Linked DNA regions of Callithrix jacchus: region 1 is linked to region 2. Evidence: chromatin contacts called from public Hi-C data. All regions are on one chromosome and are shown on one strand. Each heading gives the region's core, a stretch centred on a gene start, on an enhancer-like site or on the middle of the called end of the contact. The rest is flanking DNA. Distances are from core to core; before and after follow the strand shown.

Evidence for each region. Hi-C and Micro-C count contacts between places; a contact is called where the count stands out from the background.
Region 1: a Hi-C map of skeletal muscle shows a contact between it and region 2, with 4 times the contacts expected there. The contact joins the enhancer-like site here to the promoter of ACTR1A in region 2. A contact is called at or near these places in 2 of 3 Hi-C or Micro-C datasets (both in skeletal muscle).

Annotation. Positions count from the first base shown.
Region 1 is chr12:95,578,427-95,584,684 of calJac240_pri, forward strand. SUFU (SUFU negative regulator of hedgehog signaling) reads left to right here. Exons shown (of 12, transcript XM_035268939.3): 4 at 2,687-2,829; 5 at 3,738-3,823; 6 at 4,095-4,167. It also overlaps the pseudogene LOC118146510. Among named protein-coding and RNA genes, the nearest start is that of TRIM8, 51 kb to the right of the region's middle. Within about 2 kb of position 2,220, at least 4 of the 16 cell types and tissues checked have an H3K27ac peak or open chromatin away from gene starts, as enhancers often do. A contact at or near this core is called in skeletal muscle, where this site is marked.
Region 2 is chr12:95,492,118-95,498,708 of calJac240_pri, forward strand. It overlaps ACTR1A (actin related protein 1A), which reads right to left and starts at 4,494. Exons shown (of 11, transcript XM_078346396.1): 1 at 4,383-4,494. It overlaps SUFU (SUFU negative regulator of hedgehog signaling), which reads left to right and starts at 4,101. Exons shown (of 12, transcript XM_035268939.3): 1 at 4,101-4,768. The coding sequence starts at 4,761.

The DNA of each region.
Region 1 (6,258 bases), core at 970-3,469, 84 kb after region 2:
CCACATCCAGCTAATTTTTTTTGTTGTTTGTATTTTTTTGTAGAGATGGGATTTTGCCATGTTTGCCCAGGCTGGTCTCGAACTCCTGGCCTCAAGCAATCCTCCCACCTTGGGAGGCCACCAGATTGGCCTCATTGTGGTTTTGATTTGCATTCTTCTGATGGTCACATTGAAGGCCTTTTTATGTGCTTATTAGCTATTTGTATATCTTTGGTTTTTTTTCCAACCGAGTCTTGCTCTGTCCACAGGCTGGAGTGCAATGGCACAATCTTGGCTCACTGCAACCTCTACCTCCTGGGTTCAAGCAGTTCTCTTACCTCAGCCTACCTAGTAGCTTGGATTACAGGCTCATGCCACCACACCTGGCTAGTTTTTGTATTTTTAGTAGAAATGGGGCTTCACCATGTTGCCCAGGCTGGTCTTGAACTCCTGACCTCAGGTGATCTGCCCGCCTTGGCCTCCCAAAGTGTTGGGATTACAGGCATGAGCCACCACACCTGGCCTTTTATTTCTTTTTTCTTGCCTAATTGTCCCGGCTTCCAACTCTAATGCAGTGTTGAATAGAAGTGGTGAGAGTAGGCATCTCTGTCGTGTTCCTGATCTTAGAGGGAATTAATTCAGTCACTCACCATCAATCAAGGATGATGTTAGTTGTGGGGTTTTTTTGTCAATGCCCTTTATCAAGATGAGGAAATTCCATCTATTTCAAGTCTGAGTATTTTTATCATGAAAAGGATCTTGTCAAATGCTTTTTCTGTGTCTACTGACATAATCATGTAGTGTTTTTTTATAACCTCTATTCTGTTGATATATTACATTGATTTCCTTATGTATAGCTAACCTTGCATTTCTGGAATAAATCCTACTTGGTCATTGTGTATAACCCTTTCTATATGTTGCTGGGTTCCGTTTGCTGGTATTTTGTTGAGGATTTTGTTTTTCTATGCATAAAGTATATTGGCCTATAGGGTTTTTTTCCCCCTTGTCTTACCTTTGCTTTTGATATCATAGTAATACTGTTTTCATACAATGAATTAGAAAGTATTTCTTCTTTTATTTTTTGGAATAGTTTGCGAACAGTTGATATTAATTCTTAAATGTTTAGCAGAATTTACCAGTGGAGTCATCTGGTGGTCCTGGACTGTTAGTATGTGTGTATGTTGTTAGGGGAGTTAATTACTTATTCAGTCCTTTCACCTGTTGCATTGTTTCTTGCTTTTAGAACATGCAGGCTACTTGTAGAAACACACTTACATAAAAGGAGAGGGATTCTGGGAAGAGTGAGCCTAGCAGGAATTTGGAAATAGGAGTTTTCAGTTGGCTCTACCTGGAGCTGTGCTTTCTCCTCTCCCCTGTATTTTCACATCTCAGAGGAAGTAGTCTTCCTTCTTTTGCCTGAATGAACACCACTGAGGTTAGAATCAATAACTTGAGCTGTATCTTGGATGGAAAAGATTTGTGTGTGTGTGTGTGTGTGTGTGTGTTCTGCCTTACCTTAAATATTGATAAAAAGTGAAGGTACCTCAACTGTTGAGATTCCAAGATCATGAATGACAGACCACAGTGAACTCTGGAATAGCCATTTAAAGAATGAGACAGCTCTGTATGTGCTGGTAAGAAGTGAGCTCATGCTTGCTTCAGCAGCACATATACTAAATTTGGAACAATACAAAGATTAGCATGGCCCTTGTGCAGGGATGACATGCAGATTCATGAAGCATTCCATATTTTTTTTAAAAAAGAAGTAATCTCTAAAATATGTAATTAAGTAAAATCTGCAGAATAGTGTGCTTCCATTTGTGTAAGAACAAAACATGGATGGCAGCCTGTGAACACATAGGCTGGTAATGCAGAGCACCTTGGCACCCACAATGTGAGTCAGAGCTGATGGGAGACTTAATAGCCCATGGAGTTGTTTTACCTTGTGGTTATGTGACCTTAAACAAAACGCTTTCTAAAGTAATGGGCATGTGTGACATGCAGTGGTGTGCCTGTGAGTAGGCTGTGCCCTCATGCCAATAGCTACCCCTTGGCAGAATCTGAACATCTCAGAGACATGGCCTGAGGACCCTCACGATTTGTCTCGGTGTGGGAGGCACTATATAGACCTCCATTTACTTGAAGCCTGGTGTTCCTCAGGAATTCCTACGTCTACCTGTAGGAAACTGGTGAGAGACCTCGAAGGCCCTCCAAGGTTGGATGTTTCCTTCTGAGCCCGGTTTCAGCAACACAGAAATCCTGGTCTGTTTTTCCAAGGCAAAGGGCTTTCATTACCCTGTTGCCTCCCTGTGGACTTCTGGCCAGGTGCCCCCACAGAAAAGCACTTTATTCTTTCTTGGCAGATCCAACCATGGCTCCTGCCTCCCACCATGAATCGGGGTGTTGGGGAAGTGAAGCAGATGCCAGAAGTTTTTTGGGCTTCCCAGGCCAAGGGAGCTTCCACACTAATAGCCTGTCCTTTTCCGTTTAAGGCTGACAGAATTGGCAAGCAGGAACAATTTGGGTTTTTGGAAATATCCACAAACTCTTTGCTTCCATCCACCCGGAGTGAATGCTTCTCTTCCTTCACAGAGGCTACCCTAAGAGGCTGGGAATCCTCCCAGCTTGGGCTAGTGAGATCCCAAGCCACATTCCAGGCCTGGATGTGGGACCTCCAACACTGAGGATCCTTGTGTCTCTCCCACAGAGAACACCTTCTGCAGTGGGGACCATGTGTCCTGGCACAGCCCTTTGGATAACAGTGAGTCAAGAATTCAGCACATGCTGCTGACAGAGGACCCACAGATGCAGCCCGTACAGACACCCTTTGGGTTAGTCACCTTCCTCCAGGTAAGGCACAGGTTGGACTTTGGCTCAAGCCTTCCCATGGGAAAGGTCCTGGCAGGACAGGGGTGCTTGAAGAGGGAGAGTGAAGGGAGGAGAGGTTTCCTTTGGCCTCCTCTTGATTTCTGTTTCCTCTGATGGTTTAGCAGGTAGATTTAGATGGTCCGATTTAACCTGCTGAGATGGGAGAAGCGGGGAGGGGAGGAAGCCATTTGGGTGGAATATAATGGCTGTAGCTGAGGGAGTAACGGGGGGTGGGAGGTATTCTGTGAACAGTGAAGACTCAGTCTTTACAGCAGGACTTTACAGCAGGAAGCCAGCTCTGGGTCGTACTTGCTGTTTCTCAGAAGCTGTGGGAACCTGCCCAGCTTTGACCAGTGCTTCTTTTCGGTCACGATGAAGTCTGTGTGAAGGTTCCACTGGTTCCCTTGATATTTACACCAAGGCCTAGCCCCTAAGAAGGAAGGGAGGAGTTTCTCTGCAAGTGCTAGAACCTATTGGTGACGGTTCCAAGACTGATAGGTCTCAAAGTCTCTTGTTTACATTCCCCATGATACCAGACTGGGTAGGAACAGCTCCCTGAACCTCCCCTACTTCCAGAGGCATGGCCTGAGGACCCATCTTGAGTTGCTCAGGCCTTGGTTTTCTCTGCAGCCGAGAGCTAGACTTGGTGTCACTCAGACACAGCAAGGGCAAGGGTCAGGCCTCAGGGCCTGCCTGTGGACCCAGCCATTTCCCAGCCAGGGAGCCACTCCCTCCTAAGGGAACCATCCCATCTTTGATGCACCAGCTCCTGAGCACAGATCCTGTTTGTGATCTCCCAACTAGAGGTGACTCAGAGAACCTGAGTAGCTGACCTTCTTGGGATGGGGGCCAGCCATTAACACACAGTGGCTTTCTATCCTGGGCCTTAGATCGTTGGTGTCTGCACTGAGGAGCTACACTCAGCCCAGCAGTGGAATGGGCAGGGCATCCTGGAGCTGCTGCGGACAGTACCTGTGTGAGTACCCATGCAAGGTGGGAGCCTGGCTCCCTGGGCCTGGGGGTGGGAGTCCATCTGTCACCCTCCATGTGGGGCTCCCTTTTGCATTGTTATTTCAGGCCCTGGTTTTTCATATCAGGGCTTTCTGACAACTCACTCCCTGATAATCCCTTACCACAAACTATTCCCCTGTGTCCTGGGCCTGGGGCAGCAAACAGGTTAGGCTGTAGGCCCAGCCCATCAGCCCCAGACCCTCAGTTACCATCGTATCCCCTTTCCTTGTCCACAGCGCTGGAGGCCCCTGGCTGATAACTGACATGCGGAGGGGAGAGACTATATTTGAGATCGATCCACACCTGCAAGTATGTCTTGAGTGAGGAAAACCTTTCTAGCACCCTGTGCCTAGGCCTCTTCCAAATAACACTGGCTTTCATCCTGGGAAAACGGAGGAGCTTTATGTGTGAGTGAGTAGAAATATGGCATCATTTGGAACTTGTCCCCTGAATTCTGTGGAGCACATAGGGAGCAGAAATTTCAGCCTAGGAAAGTTAGTCCTCAGACATATATGTATTTTTGCATTTTAAAAGGATTATTTTATTGTATATAAAATATATATTGGCTTGAAAAATTAGATTACCAGCAATAAAAGATAAATATAGTGGATATTGCTTGCTTGCCCAGTATTCATTCACCTGCCTCCCAGACTCTCAGGGAGCCACCATGGCCACCACCACTCTGTACCATACAGGAGGGTAGGTGATACTGACTCCATGGCCCACCTGCAAGAGTGAGCACTGATTGGTTAATGATCTCATCCCCCTTTTCGCCACATTTTCTGTCTTGGACAGTCAGATGCAGAGCTCCTACCCTGGAAAGGTTGGAACCCTAGACAGACAGTCTGGCAGCTGCCCATTCCCTGTGGCCTACCTGGAGAGTGTTTCAGTGTCATCTTTGCTGTTTTAGAAGCATTTCTTTAGCATGCAGGTGAATTTTGAAAGCCACAAGAGTGTAACTGCCTTTCTTTTTCTTTTCTTTTCTTTTCTTTTTTTTTTCTGAGATGGAGTTTTACTCTTGTTGCCCAGACTGGAGTGCAGTGGCATGATCTCGGCTCACTGCAGCCTCTGCCCTCTGGGTTCAAGCAATTCTTCTGCCTTAGCCTCCCGAGTAGCTGGGATTACAAGTGCCTGCCACCGTGCCCAGCTAGTTTTTGTGTTTTTAGTAGAAATGGAGTTTCACCATGTTGGCCAGGCTGGTCTTGAACTCCTGACCTCAGATGATCCACCTGCCTTGGCCCCCTAAAGTTCTGGGATTGCTGGTATGAGCCACCATGTCTGGCCCATAACTACCTTTTTTATGGGCTTCTCCTGAAGTAGGAGCCACAGACAGCTAATGATTTGCCTGCCACACATCTGGCTCCATCTACTCCCCTGACCAAATGTGGGTAATTGCCATCTCTAAACCTTTCATTCTTCTGTTAAAAAATCTGGTAGGCCACAGGCAGCTGCCAGGAGTTCCATGTGTTAGAGCAAGAGAGAGGTGGCAGATGGACATGTAACCAGCAGCCCCTGAGTTCTTCACTGTAGACTTGAGTTCTTGGGCGTAAATCCTCTTCATTCACAGATGATGCTCCTCTGTTTTCCTAGTGCTTTTAACACTGAACATTTCAAACTGCTGCCAGGATCCTCTGTTCTCTCTACTTTAAACTTGGTTTCCTTGTATCTTCAGCATATTCAAGAACCAGGAACGCTATGTTTCCCTAGGCCCTTGTCCTGTAGCCGTACTGGGATCCATCATGGGGCACTGTGAACCATTGTTTGGTCTCTGTCATAAGTGCCAAGTACTAAAAAAGAACCTGGTTCTTGCACTAGTAGGGTAAGCAGCCATCCTTCCATGCCAAGAGCTGTTCTCCTTCCTGGTCAGCAGACTCCCTTGAGAGTAGCTGGCAGGACCCGGCGCACCTAGTGGTCTTTAAAAGCAAGCCGGGATCCCACAGGGAGAAAGGACAGCTTTTCTTTCCTGGTGGTGCTGTGCACCAAGTGTAAACTCCTCTGTATTCACTGTGCATTTCTGGGGCCTCCTTGCTATCAGTCCACTTAGAGCTGGCATATGTTCCTGTGATCTGAGCCCTACACTAATAAGCTGTGTGCCCAAACAAGTCCCTCACCTTTCTGAGTCTTAGCTTTTTCTTTTTACTTATAAAGTAAGTGGGCTGGACAAGTTGAGCCAAGAATTGTCTATCTGCAACTCTTTACCTAAGTGAGGGACCCCAGGGCAGCCAGTGGAGAGGAAAAAGCTCAGATTATCCCCTGAGCACACTAGGGTATACACGCTTCCTGCCCAGAGTACACAGAGCATTTCCCTGCTTAGCCTCTTCCTGCTTGGAACCTCCAGCTTTGCCCAGGGCAGCGTTAGCACTTGGAAGGAGGAGATAACTGATGGGAAGGAGGTGTCTG
Region 2 (6,591 bases), core at 3,244-5,743:
TTTATTAAATCTGGGTAGTAGACAAATGCTACCTGGGTGTTTGTTATATTCCACACTGAATTTTTCTGTATGTTTAAAGCATCTATTTTTGTTTGTTTGTTTTTAAAAAGGGGGCTGAAGCAGCACAACATCCAAAGCAAAACAAATACTTAGCTTATTGTTAAATTTCCGATCAACATGTTCCTGCATACGTCACAAAGACAGTTTTAAGTTTGAAAGAATGTTGATCCATTTTAGGTTTAGGGCAAAACTGTAAACTTAGAGTTTTGTTTGTTTGTTTTGTTTTGTTTTGTTTTTTTAAACAGTCTGGAGTGAGGTGCACCATCTCACTGCAGCCTCAAACTCCTGGACTCAAGTGGCACTCCCCGCTTCAGCCTCCTACAGGTCATCCCTCCAAGCCTGGCTAATTGTTTTTTTTTTTAAGTATAGATGAAGTGTCACTATGTTGCTCAGGCTGGTCTCCAATTCCTGGGCTCAAATAATCTTGCAGTCTTGGCTTTCCAAAATGCTGGAATTACAGTAGTGAGCCACCACATATCGCCTGGATGTTAGCAGATTTGAGTTTCAGAATAAACATGGAATTATGATCAAAGTGTAGTCCTCAAACTGTGGTCTAGGAGCTGCTCTTATCTTACACTGTTATCTATGATATGCCTTTGGGAAGAAATGACTTATATTTGGTTTTAAAAAATACCTATCATTATAAAGCTTCTTAGGTGATTTTAAAAAATACCTATCATTTTATTATTGTCATTAAAACACACACCTACCCACCCCTCCATTTTCCTCATTAAATTCTGATGAACTGACTTGATACTAGAGTAGGATGAAAGGAATGGTCACAATTGTCTTATGATTGGGAAAGGCTGTGAACCTAATGGGACTCTTTCCCTGCTTTCTCTCTCCTGCATTCTTTTAATTACACTCTCCTTAGTCCATAAAGTGTAGCAACATGTTAAGCTATGGAGTTAATAAAGCTAGTGACACAATTGAAATAATGTTTCCTATATACATCTACCATCTTGAAAATAATAAAAACAAAACAGCCCCCACCCCAAATGTTAAACAGCAAGAACTACCTGAGACCCCGTTCTAAAAATGTGGCTGATATTCAGCAAATACTAATAGGAAAATGACTTAAGTTTCTCTTAATTCACCTTTCGGCAGAATTATTGCCATGTTTTCCCTGGGTGGGGGGCGGGGGGGGGGAGACAAGTCAATTCTTTAAATCTTGAAACTAAAAATGTATCACTGCTGTAATTCATTTCCAAACATACTACCAGGACAGAGAAAGAAAAAAACTAAGAAGCATTAGTGTAAGTGATGTTAAAGAAAATAGCAAGAGATGGAACTCCTGCCCAGCAATTCAAGAAGCAAAGGAGCTGGTGGGATGGACAGATTGTTCCTTCTGCATTGCTGATGAAAACAGGAAACCGAATTTCTATATATGTTTCTTTTTTACAACTAAGAATAAGGCAGAAGAAGCACAAAGAGGCTGGCTAAAGACAGAAATCATAGTGCTCTCTGAAAATCAACATCAAGAACAAAGAGTCCTACTCAATCCTCTGCAGTAATGCAGTAATTAACTAGAGGAAAGTCCCCATCTTTTCTTTATTTAGGAATATCTTTGTTTCTGTGATGGAGATATCAGTCATTCATCCAATCACCCATCAAAATTTTTTCTTGGCCGGGCGTGGTAGTTCATGCCTGTAATCTGAGCACTTTGGAGGCCAAGGCGGGCAGATCACCTGAGGTCGGGAGTTCAAGACCAGCTTGACCAACATGGTGAAACCCCGTCTTTTTAAAAAGAAATAAAAATTTCAAATTTAAAAAAGAAAAATAGGTAATTTTAAAAATATAAATTAAAAAAATTTTAAATTAAGGCCGAGCTCGGTGGCTCACGCCTGTAATCCAAGCACTTTGGGAGGCCAAGGCAGGTGGATCACGAAGTCAAGAGATCGAGACCATCCCGGTCAACATGGTGAAACCCCGTCTCTACTAAAAATACAAAAAATTAGCTGGGCATGGCAGTGCGTGCCTGTAATCCCAGCTACTCAGGAGACTGAGGCAGGAGAATTGCCTGAACCCAGGAGGCGGAGGTTGTGGTGAGCCAAGATCACGCCATTGCACTCCAGCCTGGGTAACAAGAGTGAAAATCCGTCTAAAAAAAAAAAAAAAAAATTAAATTAAATAAAAAAAATTTTTTTTTCTTTTCCAACACCACTAAACCTGTGGGGGAATATCTTCTTTTTCCACAAGGATTTAATAGTCTAGTGAGGGAGATAAGAAAATCCTCTCAAAAATGAGATATCTGGGCTGGGTATGGTGGCTCATGCCTGTAATCTCAGCACTTCAGGAGGCCGAAACGGGTGGACCATTTGAGGTTAGGAGTTAGAGACCAGCCTGGCCAGTATGGTGAAACCCCGTCTCTACTAAAAATACAAAAATTAGCTGGCGTGGTGGAGCACATTTGTAATCCCAATTACTTGGAAGGCTGTGGCAGGAGGACCGCTTGAACTGGGAAGTGGAGGCTGCAGAGAGCTGAGATTGCGCCACTGCACTCCACCCTGGGCAACAAAGTGAGACCCTGTCCCCTCCGCCCCCCAACCAAAAAAGAAAAAGAGGTGTCGCTAGGCACGGTGGCTCAGGCCTATAGTCCCAGCACTTTGGGAGGCCAAGGTGGGAGAATCGCAACAGCCTGGCCAACATGGTGATATGCCATCTACAAAAAATTACAAAAATTAGCTGGGTATAGTGGTGCATGCCTGCAGTCCCAGCTACTTGGGAGGATGAAGGGGGAGGATCACTTGAACTAGGAAGTTGAGGCTGCAGTGAGCTGTGATTGCGCCACTGCATTTCAGACTCAGCAACAGAGACTCTGTCTCCAAAAAAAAGAAAGAAAAAAATAAAGTGTCTCATTGAGCTCAGTTCTGCCCCTTTCGAGGAGGAAGCCATACCCCTGGAGAGAAGGAAAAGGTAACGAAAACAACAAAAACATCTTACTTGGAAAAAGCGAGCAACTTGGAACTGGATCTCAGTCTGATGACTGGCTCCTCAATTCCTAAGCTGGGTGGGTGGCTTGAATACTGCTATTTAACATCCCTGCATATACTGGGGATAGTAATTCCTATCTACCCAACAGAGCTGAAGCTTAAACGGGAAAGAACATTGTAATATGTGTAAGGTCCGAAGAGGTGAATCAACAGAGAGAATCTGACAGTCAGCTTACGACAGAGGAAACTGTTGGTTTGACCTACAAGGAACACAGAAAGGGATCAGTCTGAGTGGGACCAAAGCTTTGAATCGAAGGCAGAAATGCAGTCGTTTTACGATTTTCTCCTTTTCCCTCAACAGAAGAGCAGTATTTAGACTCTTTCTATTGGTCATTATTGATGCTTCTGCGCGGGGGTGCTGGCAAAAAGAATGACGAATAAAACACCGTATTTAGGGCACCTCTGCTGTGTGACCTTGGGCTCATGTTACGTCTTCGCGCTTCAGTTTTCTCATCGGTAACACGAGGATCAAAATTCCTTTTAAACTATGCGTCCAGTTTTTGTGAAAATCCAACTCGAATGTATGTGAAAACCCCCTGGAAGCGCTAGAGCGCCAGGCAAGTATTAAGTTTGGTAATTTTTTTCTCCCTAAGAACTAGGCGTTCCGAAGAGGAAGACAACGTCTCTGCTTGCTTTGTCACCCTCCTTTCTTTCTGACCTTTATCAACTTTGTAATTTACAATCACAGTAATAGCCAATATCCTACAGCAGTTTCTGGCACCAGATTCTCGGGCCCCACCCATATCCACACCACCAAGCCGCCGCGCCGGCTGAGACAGAAGGAAAACTTAGCCTTTCTCCACCCGCAGGCGGGACCTCGCCGTTAGGCCCCACCACCCGGAGTCCCAGAAGCCAATCCCCAAAACCCTGGAGCACTGCCCCGCCCCTTGGAGAGGGGAAAACAATATGGCGGCCAGAAAGAACGACAGGGGCGAGAGCCAATCACCGCAGAGGCCTAGCCTCATCCGGCTAGTCCCAGAGGCGGGATCACCGGCCAAGATGGACAGCCAGAGCAGCCAATAGAGCGATCGGAGGAGGGCGGGCGACAGGCTCTCACACAGCGGTTAAGGCCCCTACAGCCAAGGGCCCAAGGACTGGCTTGGACTATAACCCTTTTCTTTATCCACTCCAGAGTTCTCCATCCCACTTTTGCTGGCTGGTCGCCTTGCTTGCAGACTATGATGAGGGGAGGAAGAAGGCGGCGGTGGCTGAACCCGCCTGACAGGCCGGGGCCAGTGACAAAGAGCCGGCTGCTCAGGGTGAACCCCGGGAAGCGATCCTTTCGAGGAGAACCCAAGTCCCCCTATAGATAGGAAAGACGCAACTCACGTTGTCTATGACGACAGGCTGGTTGGCGATCACATCGTAGGACTCCATGGCAGAGGAATCTCTCCTTCAGGAGAAGGAACTGCCAGCCGGGTCCGCCGTTAGCGCCACTGACACGCATGCGCAGTCTAGCCGCCGGTTCAGGACGGCGAGGGAGCGGCCGGACCTCGCCTCTGAAGAACTACAATCCCCAGCACGCTTTGCGCCTGGGTAAGCGGTCTCGCTTATTTTGGTGACCGCCTAGTTTAAGACTGGGAGTCGCATTTCCGATGCACAGTACCCTGGGGTTTGTGGTCTCCCTAGATTAAATAGACAGAGACACAGGTTGATGGTCACGTGGCTTGTCTGGATCTGTAGTTACTTCGAAGAAGTTCGCAGTGCATGCTGAGGTATGTAGTCTTCTCGAGTACTTGCCTGTAGTTCGCTTTGGATTGGTCATAATAAATGGATGTTTGGATTTTGCAGATCAGTACTGCCACTCCCCCCAATGTTTCCTTAGACAATGTGAGGTTCTCATGTTTTTATTTGGGTCTATAAGACTCGAATAAACATCTCCTAGCACCTCACACTCAAACAACAAGGAGATGTTACACACGTAGAGGACATATTCCTACAACAAAGGAAAACAATTTGAGTTGCATAAAATTAGCTTTAATGAAAAAACCTGTACATTGTCGTTGCTTTTTGCATTTTCTTTTTTTCTGCATAGGTGTAAACTTTGTAACAGGCTACTTTGATCCGAAGATTGGCAATTGGAACTACTGGTATAGGTAATCTTTTGGTCATTAAAACATTATCTAAGGGTTTCAGGAACTGTTCTAGTGTCTCTTTAATTTTCTTGAGGAGCTAGAATTGACATTGACGGCTGAGAAAATGGAAGTGAAGAGAGGTTATGTGTCACTGCTTTCAAATGAGCCCAGTGCATTTTTTTCTCCGGATTATTTTCTCCCCCTGCCCCCTTCAAATTGCAGGGACCTTTTTGCCAATAGCCCTAGAAAACAGATTTATTACAATCTGTTAAAACTAACGCCCCATAGATGAATGAAACAATCCATTGTCAGATTTATATTTAAATCCTAGTTAGCAGAGCGTCAGCAAAACAGTAACAAACCCTTTGTTGGCGCACTTCTCGGTGCTTTCGTGGGACCCTAGCACCTCAGAGGGATGCCTCAACATCTCTAAATTTGGGTTCCTCCTAACACTAGGGGGAGACCAAGAGCCTTGGAATATTCCCAACACAGGGAGGGAAGGCGGGGTCTATTGTCAACTCACGCCTTCCCCGCTTGTGACTGGCACAGACATTAGCCAATGGGTGCTTGGATAGGGCGCGCCGGCGCCCCGCCTTCCTGAGCGCCCCGCCGCCCCGAGGCACCCTCTGGCAGACTTAGCGGCGGCGACAGCCTGGGCGGACAGTGCGCCGTGCGCAGGCGCGGAGCTAGACCTCGCTGCAGCCCCCATCGCCTCGGGGAGTCTCACCCACCGAGTCCACCCGTTGGCCCGTCAGTGCTCTCCCCTCGTCTGCCCTCCCTAGTTCCTCCAGTGCCTGCCCTACGCGCCCGGATGGCGGAGCTGCGGCCTAGCGGCGCCCCTGGCCCCACCGCGCCCCCGGCCCCTGGCCCGACTGCCCCCCCGGCCTTCGCCTCTCTCTTCCCCCCGGGACTGCACGCCATCTACGGAGAGTGCCGCCGCCTTTACCCTGACCAGCCAAACCCGCTCCAGGTTACCGCTATCGTGAAGTACTGGTATGCCCTGGGCCGCTGGGAGACGGACAGGCGCGGGCTGGGAAGGGTTAAAGCGCTGAGGGCGAAGTAATTTGTGGGAGGCAGGGAGGAGGGGAGGAGGACGGTTAAAGCGCCTGGAAGGAGGGCTTCCTGCTGCGAGGGAAGGAGTTAAGGCTGAAGTTGGGAGTGGGGACAAAGGGGTTAACGGAGCCGTGAGTAGTGAAGGGTTAACCAGGATTAGGAGAATAGTGAGGACTGGGGGTGTTTGTAGGAGCAGAGGGGGGAATGGCTTGAGCGAGGGAACTGTAAACGTGGTGAAAAGAGGGGGCGCCTGTAGGGGGTCATTAGTGGGCGAGGGGAAGCCAAAGGGGGGGCGGCTGAAGTGGGATGCGGGAGGCGAGGCGGGGCCTGGGGAGCATTTGAGAGGGCTTTGGAGGAACGAGGCCGGAGAAGCTCAGAGGGCACGAGACTGCTTAGGATAGGGGCGGCTG